2 separate regions of the Gasterosteus aculeatus genome follow, and region 1 is linked to region 2. A link is a contact called in public Hi-C data. All regions are on one chromosome and are shown on one strand. Each heading gives the region's core, a stretch centred on a gene start, on an enhancer-like site or on the middle of the called end of the contact. The rest is flanking DNA. Distances are from core to core; before and after follow the strand shown.

What was found. A called contact is a pair of places that touch in the nucleus more often than the background predicts.
Region 1: a Hi-C map of liver shows a contact between it and region 2, with 5 times the contacts expected there. The contact joins the enhancer-like site here to the promoter of nav1a in region 2. A contact is called at or near these places in 5 of 6 Hi-C or Micro-C datasets (liver, skeletal muscle, tail fin and 1 more).

What each region holds. Positions count from the first base shown.
Region 1 is chr2:9,864,466-9,869,652 of fGasAcu3.hap1.1, forward strand. All of the region lies in intron 5 of nav1a (neuron navigator 1a), which reads left to right. Among protein-coding and RNA genes, the nearest start is that of mybpha, 37 kb to the right of the region's middle. Within about 2 kb of position 3,741, at least 2 of the 9 cell types and tissues checked have open chromatin away from gene starts, as enhancers often do.
Region 2 is chr2:9,828,741-9,834,060 of fGasAcu3.hap1.1, forward strand. It overlaps nav1a (neuron navigator 1a), which reads left to right and starts at 1,590. Exons shown (of 30, transcript XM_078091149.1): 1 at 1,590-1,729; 2 at 4,332-5,224. The coding sequence starts at 4,338.

The DNA of each region.
Region 1 (5,187 bases), core at 2,491-4,990, 38 kb after region 2:
TTCTGCCCCGGTCAGAAGGCTGCACTCTGGCACAGCCGGGGGGGGGCGACGTCACCGTCACCCCTCGCAGAGATAATTTCGCTAAATTCAGCTGTGAGCCCGTCGGCCTTGCCGGCAGGGGCTGCGATGTGGAGGACCACTCGCAGCGTCGGCTCAATAGGGCCCCCCCCCCCCCCCCCCCCCCCCCCGGCAGGAGCTGGAAGGCAGGTGTGTCTTTGGAAAGAAGGGGTTAATGTTCAGATCACATCGAACAAACAGCACGTGAACTCAGGTTACTTTGTCAGAGAAGTTCATCGGCATGCTTCGGAAAATCCTGCTGTTGTGTAGTAGTTGTCACATAGGTGATACCTTCGAAATGTCACAGCTTTCCACTTGCACGGTCAGCACACACTGAGCGGGGTACCGGAAAAAATGTCTCTGGCCTTCGTTTTTTTTAAAAATCTGCTGTAACGAGTAATGAAAATGTGAATGCGTTTGGGTGTCGGTCTGAAACTGTTGTGAGTTGTGTCTTTGTGAACAGTGTTTCTCTTCACTCACCGAACATAAGAGAGCGCATGCTGTTTGTTTTCATATTGTTGCTCGGCTCCCTGAGTCTGAAAACACGTTGCCTTGTGACTTGATGACCAATCGAGAAGAATGACGTTAATTAATTCAAGTCCACACAATAGAATTCAGTTTAGAGGATTTGTTTGGAGGATTTCAGAATTAGACTGAATTGTTTTCCTTGACATTTGGTGTTAGTTTTGGACTCTCATCAAGAGGTATGACGCAACCGTTTAATTCAGTTACACAAACAGCATCACGTTCCACTGACCAACTCCCAACACAGCTAAGAAAAACACATTATCTCACTGCAAACCAGGATTCTGGCAGCGTGTGGGTGCAAACGCTGCAGAACTGGTCCAAAAAATACTCCTTTACTGGCCACCTCTCGACATCTCTATGGTGCCCACAAAAATGCACCCCCAGTCCCCAGGAAATCAATCACAACACAATTCAGCTCCCTCTGGAGTTGTTTGTATCTGGTCAAGGCCTCCACTTAGTGGTTCTAGATTTATTAAAGTTTTGTGTCAGGATTCAAAACAAAGAGCTAAAGTTAAGAGATTGCGAAAAAGAGATTTAACATTTCAAACCCCCCCAAAAATTAAACTAGAAAATCCGAGCATATCTGGCCTCTCCAAAGCTCTCAATATGACGACGGCCATGTAAACTAAGCACAGAGAAGTCGGACACTACACACAAAAGGAGAACAACTTTCTTTCTCTCTGCTCAGCTCAACATTACTCCTCTATACCTTTACATTGCAAATTGTTGTTTACTGCTATAATGATGATGTGAATATTGTGTAGGGAAGTTTTATGATAAAATTGGGAATCGGTTAGTCAGACAAGGGGTGGAATAATCTGTAGAAATGAATGTAACCCCAAACAAATGATATTTAATGCATCCTTGACTTGTAAAGTTTGTACTGTTCAACTCCTGTTGAGATTGTGTTGGGTAGACATTTATTTTATGGCTGTGACTAAATATCTCTCTATAGTGACTATAACCAGGGAATGTTTGGCACTTCAGTGTGACACGTATCAAAACAATTATCATGATTAACAATTAACATGAAAAACGCATTTTAAGGAGATTTCAATTTTATTGTTGCCCTCATTAATTGTTCGATTGTTTGGGGTCGGCAGGCTGTAGTCTGGTACCTTCGGCAGCTTCTAATGGCTGGTTCTGTACACCAGAGGGCAGGCTTATGCTCCGCTGTCCCCTGAGTCCTTGCTCTTCCCCACCCAGTCAACCTGCGGCAGCACCCTGCTGGTTCCCTTTTCTCATGATTTATTACGTATACTCATCCATTATACATAGAGGCACTTCCCCTGTCGTATAGGGGTCACGCCGCATTATCATATCTCATCCCAGCATACATTATACATAGGATTCCCCCTCATAAATGATGTATCACTAACGCACACGTTCTTTGTTTGGGTCATGTTGTAGTCATCTCTTTGTTCTGTTAAACCGGGAGGAAACAGGGTCCTAAAAGAAGAGTTTGCCATAAACACTTTTGGGGTGAGGGGAATTTGACTCATCGGGGGTCTTACTATGACTCACTGTGTCCGCATGACTCACATACTATACATAGGTAAGTTTACCATGACTGTACGGCGACCTGCCTGACACACAGACCCTGTACAGTACACTCTCTCTCACACACACACACAGACACACACACACACACACTGAGTCAGAACCCCATTTCCTGACCTTTTCTAGCTCGGGCCCCTTCTTGTCTGTCGAGTTCCACTCACATCTGGAACCAGACCCCTCCCAGTCCCCCCTTTACACTCGTCATCACACATGTCATTCTCGAGACAGCGAGACGGGGGGACGTATAATGTAAAGCTCAGTTGCGTGTAAAGAAAAAATTAGGTGTGGTCCGGTGTGGGACGACTTAAACGGCTTCACTTTTTTAATTACAAATACATTTTCATTTATCAACAGTGATGTTTAGTGTTGAAGACGTTGCTGGCAGTAATGAACCAACAAGTATGGCGATGATGTCATTCAGTCTTTCCTGCACCCTGATTCTAGCTCTCTAGCTCTAACTCTAAGCCAATAATGCTACCTGTCCAGCTTCAGGGGGTTCGGGGCTGTTAGCTGACACCGGTAAGCTAAGAACACTGACCCAAAAGTCTCCTTCGAGGGGTTTACGTTCCATTATTCAACTTACCATTGTTCTACCCCGTTACGTTAACAAATACAAATTGTTTTCACAAATGTGGTGCTTTTCTCGCTGTCATTGTCGTCTCTAATAATAACCCGCATCACCTCGTCTGCATCACAGCCTGTGAACTGAAACAAATCTGAATATCACATTTTCATGATGGAGAAGCACCACAAAGCAAAGCAGGGAAAATGTTTTGTCATCTCAGAATAGGAGAATAATGTCTCTATACGCGCGTGTATGTGTGTGTATGTGTGTGTGTGTGTGTGTGTGTGTGTGTGTGTGTGTGTGTGTGTGTGTGTGTGTGTGTGTGTGTGTGTGTGTGTGTGTGTGTGTGTGTGTGTGTGTGTGTGTGTGTGTGTGTGTGTGAATGTTTCACACGCGTGTGCTTGAGAGTTGGTGTTGATTGCTGTTGTCGTCGCTGGAGTCGTTGTAATGAGCTCAACATTCACACACACAAATGTGCGGACAATGAGATCTCCATGGTTACGCCGCGAGACAAGCTGGTTCACTACACTAAGCGTCTGAATTATGAAAACATTAGTTTGGAGCAGGACGTACACACACACAGACACACACACACACACACACACACACACACACACACACACACACACTCACTCTAAGCTCCCTGAAGCTTTTTCAGAGTCAGCGGCTTTAAGTGTTTTCGTTTAGCGCTGTCTGCTGTCAAGAAAAGCAGAAGTGAGCTGGTTGCTCTTAGTGTCAATCCAACAGAGTACAGGGAACTGAAACAGAAAGAGGAACTCTTAGTAGAGAAGTGACCTGTTTGGAACGCACAAGATGCCTGGAATAAGATTTGATGTCACTAGTGGTCACTTGCCACTAAATGTTTGTGTTAATCAAACACTGAAGGTCCTTATCTGTCCCCTGAGTGATGCCTATCTGAGCTCTTAGGTCCAACTCCTGGACCTTCTCACTGCCTGTAAACCTCATCTCCAGTGGGGCAGGGCAGCTACACACACAACCCTGCTTGTGTGTGTGTGTGTGTGTGTGTGTGTGTGTGTGTTTGGATGTAGAGAGTAGTGTTAGTTCTCAGTAATAGCTCAATCTTGCTGTACTCTGACCCCACCTACTGGCCAAAAAGTAGAACGTCTCACACACACACACGCACAATGTCATGCTGCCTGACACGTCTGAAAAATGAATTCCTTTTCCCACATCTGGATCTGATTTATGTTGCAGGTGATGGATCTGCTTTCTCACTTACTCACTTGCTCACTCTCACGTTCCCTTTCCTTCACCCTCATACACGCACACACGTAAAAACACACTGATGTGACCCTCAGAGGACACACCAAGGGCTTCCCTCCTGCTAAGAACCAGATCTTTACACTGTGACTCATTAGGTGGAGCAGTTACAGACCACCTCCCAAACACCGGTTGCCCCTCCGACCTCAACTCCGTCCCAAGTGAACTGACATCAGAATAGACTTGAAAAGCACATTAAGACATTAAGGAGGACTTAAAATTTGCCGTGGAGGATTGTACAACTCAATCGCCCCAATTCATTTTATAGTAATTATTAGTAACCCAAAAAGTACAAAAAAGGCATATTAAAAAAACAACTCTATTGAGCCGACGCTGCGAGTGGTCCTCCACATCGCAGCCCCTGCCGGCAAGGCCGACGGGCTCACAGCTGAATTTAGCGAAATGGGGGATGGGTTGTAAATGTTCAGCCGTATTCTAACAACGTCCAGTAAAAGCCCCCAAAACACAGATCTGGTCCTTTTAAGATAAATGTTCTCGCTCAATATTTTCACAAACGTGTAGATTAAAATCTCTGCTTCAAGTCTTCCGCTCTCTCTCTCCTCCATTGACCTTGTTTGTCAGAAGCGGTCAATGGAAGCAGACCGGGGGGCCGCTGAGGAGGGAGACGGGCGTGTTGTTCTTGTCATCCCCTACCTGCTCCTCTCGGGGGCCTCTCCGCCTCAGTGCGATGCTCCTTTTGCCCCTCTCTGCTCGGTGCCGCGTGTAATCGATTACATTTCCTGTCATTACGGGGGGAGGTTGGCTGAGAGGAGGCGTGCGCTCCCTCTTTTGTTCCAGCACGTGTGGGCAAAGCGGGGAGAAGCTCGCGCACACGCTGCATTTCCCAGTGAGAGACAATCACCACCAGCAGTCGCAGGGAGCTTATTTGACAATATGCATCAGTTTAATTTTGAGTTAGCAAAGAATATCAGTCATATAGGAAACGTTTATTTTATATCTTTTAGCTGAGGTTGTGTTTGAATATAATACGTTTGTGCTGGGCCATTTTGCTTAAGGAGGATGCAGTCGGCTTCAACTGTAACAGCAGGATGCTGCTGACAAACAATTATGATATTAATCTGCCCGTGTGCTTAAGTGGCACAAATACACTAATACTAATTCCCAAACACATTAAAAGATTTAACATTGACGAACATATGGGGTTCGGGGGATTTGCTGTGCTAGAAACCCTGTGA
Region 2 (5,320 bases), core at 340-2,839:
GCAGCTTTTCACATTCGTGGTTACATCTGCTTAAATACCATGTATTGTTACTCACTCTGTACAGACTCTCTCACTACTACCCCCCCCGCCACACACACACACACACACACACACACACACTATCCACACTCATCCAGCTAATGGACCAGCCTGTATCTGCTTCTGCTGGGCTTATATTTCACCTCAGAGAGGGAGGGAGCGCAGCCAACAGGTCCATTACACAGAGAGCCAGCGCTCTGGATTGTGATGAGGGGAGGGGGAAGTAAAGAGAGGGGCGGGGATACGGCTGCAGGCGTACTGCGGCAGCGGCCGAGCGCCGTGACGTGATAGAGGGGTAAAATGACAGACAGAGAGACACACACACACACACACACACACATATGCACATGCACGCATCCCAGAGGCCTTTCAGGCAAAAGTGGACGCAGGAAAAGGCGGCATACAGATTGGAGACAAAGTCACATGCTGCTTTCTATCCTGATACTCGCAAAGGGTGAGTGCAGCCTTGTTTAATATTTAGGATTTATGTTCGTCGCGTTGGTCAATACGATATATTTCTCCTTGATTGTTTTGGTAAATCTTGTATGTCTAAACGTCACTGTGAATGTATAGAAACACAATGTTTTAAAGGACGTCCATGTTCACAGTCAGCAGCGTAACAGCGAAATGCCGATGGAGTAGAAGAGAAAGGTTAAAAGAAAGAAAAGCAGAGCTTATGTGGGATGAAGAGAGGCGGGTGGGGGGGTATAGGGGGGTATTCTGTAACCAGGGGTGACGTGATGTGATCTGCCTGAGTCAGCGTTTGGGCTGCGTGCATTGCACATACTACAATGCGTGTCCGATATCTGTTGAGAGCGTTGGATATTGTGAGGAGTTTGTTGTATTGAATCAGAATGGAGGGAAACTGCGCACACATGGTGATGTTTATGCGGTTAGTAGTCTGATTAGGCTCTTCTGTTTATTTTTTGTGGGTGCTTGTGTTTGTCTCCCTATGCTTCTAAACTGAGTGCGACTGGAGTCGACGTGTGTGTGTGCGTGTGTGTGTGTGTGTGTGTGTGTGTGTGTGTGTGTGTGTTAGACTTGTAGCTATCTTGTGAAACCCCTGAACTGATGACTTCTTCACTTGGATGTACATGGCTGTGTTGAAAATCATGTCACAAATCAAGATTTACTTCAGTCAAGCGCTTATATCCTCTGGGAAAGAAACACCTTGAAATCATGATGATCATATTGGGATGAACTTAAAAAAACAACATCTTCCTGGGCAGCTGACAAATTGGTCAGCTGCCTAGGTTGTGGCCTTTTTGAAGATGACAGACGATGTGTCATTGTCACAAGTCACTGTAGGCCGAGTACATTTCCTTTTGGGTTACTGACTCATGGTAACGAGTCTAAACAGTCTAAACTAAAGAAATTATGTTTTTCTACAAAAAAAACAAAAATGGAAGCACTGATCTCATCGAAGAAAGGGACTTTGAAAAGGAGTCACCTCAGTGGGGGGCCCTCTGATTGGCTAGGAAAGTAATTCCTGTTCGTCACAGCTTCCTGTTTCTGTGAATAGGGACGCATTGTGGACCAATGGGAGGGAAGTGGTGAGGATGCAACAGTGATCCAGGAAAAAAAAAAAGCCCATTGTTCCCGGGACGTTGGAGGAGTGTGACCACTTCTTCTGCTCGCTTTAGCTGCTCTGCCTGTCTGCACACTTACGGAGCCGGTACGCCGCTGAGAGGTAAGACACTGCAGAGACAGCAGATGTGGCACAAAAAGCCATTTATTAACTTGTCAAAATGTCTTTCAAAGAACCCTAACGGCACATCGGAGCATTTTTGCACCATTGTGTGTCACTAGAATATTGTGAGCTTATTAATCACGGCACATTCTTGTTGTTTTGGTTGTTGTCATTGTCGTTGTACCTTTCTATTAACACTGGGTGACACAGACAGAACCACAGGGACTGCTCATGTCCTTCAGTGCACAGACAGAGAGGCCTGTGTTACCCCCTTGGTCATTGATTTTGGTGATGAGTCAGAGGGTTTTCATAACAAGGGCGCGTATGTGTGTGAGAGATAAGAGAAGCTTGTTTCTTTGATCAGAGGCACCTTAACTGGATTCAGGCTTTTCATGGGACAGAGAAGCAAGGAATGCTGTAATATGACTATGACATTCATTGACAGCTGCCACACTATCCTTCCTCTTTTTATCTGGGACATCGCTAGAGAATTAAAAGATCAATAAAGGAGAAGTCCCTTTTTCTGTTTCACACGGTGTCCAGCAGATGTCAGTGCCATCCTTGGAGAATAGTTGAGGAACATAAAAAAGCTCTGTATTCTTTCAAATCCAGTGTATTTTTGTAGTATTTCTTTCGAACAGAAATGAGTTTCAATCCACTTCCTAGTGTTTTAGAATTTATTTTATATTGTTTTATATTTGCATTGACCCTCTGTGACCCACTGCGTCAACTAACTAACAATTTAACCATTGGAAAATGCACTAATGTAACCCAGTGTTGTTACATTTATACAGGAAACAGAGAGCAAACAGTCTTCATATAACAAGCTCACGCTGTCAAACACTGGTTTGAGTGTCAGGAAATTACCCTTTTACCGCATCTTTTAGTTGGCAGGAAAGTATTTACGTGTCTTTCTGTGGATATACACACAGACAAAAGCTAAGCCTCGGTATCTCCATACGTGGGCTGCAGTAGCAGTGCTGTGACCGCTGTGTATCCCCAGAGACGAGCCAATTTCCATACAGATAGGCACAGAGCCAGACCGCACCTGTGCCCATGCAGGAATTGTACCAGACAGACAGAAATTCTGATGCTTCTAGTGACTTCACCTCCCAGGAGTCACAGCAAGAGAAAACAAGAGATGAGGCAAAAGGGGAGGAAGAGGAATTTATGAAGAGAAATGAGGTGAAACCAGGATGGACGATCACATCTGTCTCTATAGACCTACTGCTCCATCGCTGCTTCTGTATGCCGCTGTGCAGGTCTTCATAAGCTTTATGAGTCAACAATGATCGAGCACCAGTCCTTCTGCGAAATACCCAAATATCCATTATCGGTGTCAGTATTTCTCACATTATAAGTAGACTCAGAGATGCTTGGTCTTCTGAGCTGTAGCTGTCAACTTCTTTCTGCTGCATTGTTTCCTGAAATGTACAACATGCATTTACTGTATGTACATCTGCTGACCAATAGCGCTGATTTGTTTACTATTGGGGAGATTAAATCTCCCCAATATGTATTATATATAATGTATACATATATAAAATATGTATTTATATATGTATATGTATTTATATGTTTAGTCCCCTATTTACTGAGCAATAAGTCAATACCGTTCATTGCATGTACAACATGGTAATTTGTTATTACACCGACTTATGTCATATTCAAAACAGAATTATCCAACTACACTTAATGATACGGATAATAAGAGCTAATCAGATGAAATGTGACAAATAAAAAGTCAGAACAAACACAAAAAATCTTTATTTGAAATATTGTCAACATGTTATAATTAGTTAGAGTAGACCAAAGACTAATCTGAGAATCTGTGAAGGGACAGTACATTCATTTATCTGTTTCTCAGTGATCCCCTCCCTCGCTGCCTTTCCTCCCACCTCACAGCCTCCCGTCCTCCCAGTAGAGCGGCACGAGGTAATTGTACGGCATCACATGAAATGTTTCACTCGACCGACGGTCATCGCGGTTTGTGTAGAGCAGAAGGGCACAAAGAATGCCAAGCTGACTTTTAGAGCCCTCGGTTATTTCCCTGAGAGCGGAGCAGAAACTCTGTATATCTGGAATGAAAGCAAATCAGGTGAGAATGATCTCAAACCTCATCTTCATATGTACGACAGCTGTAAGCTTGGTAAATGATATGTGTCTGTGGGAGTCTGTGTGAGTGTGTTTCTGAATTCATTATGTGGAATAAATCAGTTATTTGAGAACGTAACACTCTAAAAGCAGCTGGTTGATGTTGCTGTGAGCATGTGCCTCCGCGTGAAGCTGTTTTTGGAATTCCGAGCAGGCCAGATTGTGCAGGCGCTCCGTGCCTTGCTTAAAATAAGCTCAACTCGTGGTTCACCATGACTAAAAGTGCTTGATTCACATGCTCACACGCCATGGAATTCTAACCATCTCTGTATCAAGAACAAATTCTGGGTTCTTTATTGGATTGAAATTTAGATCAGATTGTAACGCAGTTAATGGATGAGCAAACATTTTGGGCGGTCTTTAGTGATGATTGTTCTACCTATTACTGCTGTGTCCAACGTCTCGGCTCATAATAGGTGTGTCTCTCTCCCTGCTCTTCTCATTTAAGGTCAGCATGAGTGGGGGAGTCAATGTGAAATCGCCCCTCCGGGCCCCTCTCTCGTCAGGAATCCCCCTTCCGCACAGCCTGTTGCCATCCTCCCCCAAAGCAGACACCCGCCGCCGGGCCGGTGACCTGCCCAGGCCGTCAACGCATGCCTCGAGACAGACACCCACACGCAGTCCCACACACACGCCCAGACACTCTCCTTCGCTTTGCCCACGCAGCTCCAGCGTGGCCGGGCGGTCCTCCGCGGACCCGAGGAGAGACTCGGGCCTGAGGAGTCCGCTCTTACAGCGGATGGGGGCTCTACCTGTTCCACCAGGGTCGCGCTCCGCCTACAGCAGCCCGCTAACCCAACGCAAGGTACCGCAGCCTTACTCTAAAGACACACTGGATCTGGGAAGACCCAACACGTCCCACATCCCCTCCCAGCATCCACATGACGGCAATCACAACAGGAACACGCCCGCCAACAACAACCAAACGTGCGGTACCAGCAACCTGCGTCCGCCGCTTCAGTTCAGAAGAAGAGATAACTCCTGCTCCAGTGAGCTCATGGCACAGAGAGAAAAAGAGCCTCCGGATTACCCCCCGGCCCAGTCCCCAACGTCAAACAACGTTTTTCTCCGTCCCTCTCTCGATCGGATGGGCAATGAGCATGCTATCAGAGTTCGCGGGGACTCCGCCAGCCAATCAGACGAGGAGATGGGCTCTCCTGAAGACAGCAGTCCGGCCTCCTCTCCTTGTCCCCTTCTTCCGCCACCGATCACATTCAACATGCCAATGATGTCCGAGATTGCTGTCGATACGTTGGATCGAAGCCTGGATAAGGAGGCTGCGTCCGCAGCGACACACACACCCAGAGTCAACATGGCTACTGTGGCTCCCTTCAGCTACCGGTAACGCACACTCGCACACAAATGATACAACATCACAAGTCCCCAATTACTGATACCCATGCTAAAACTATCATGATCACGCTATGTGCCCATAGC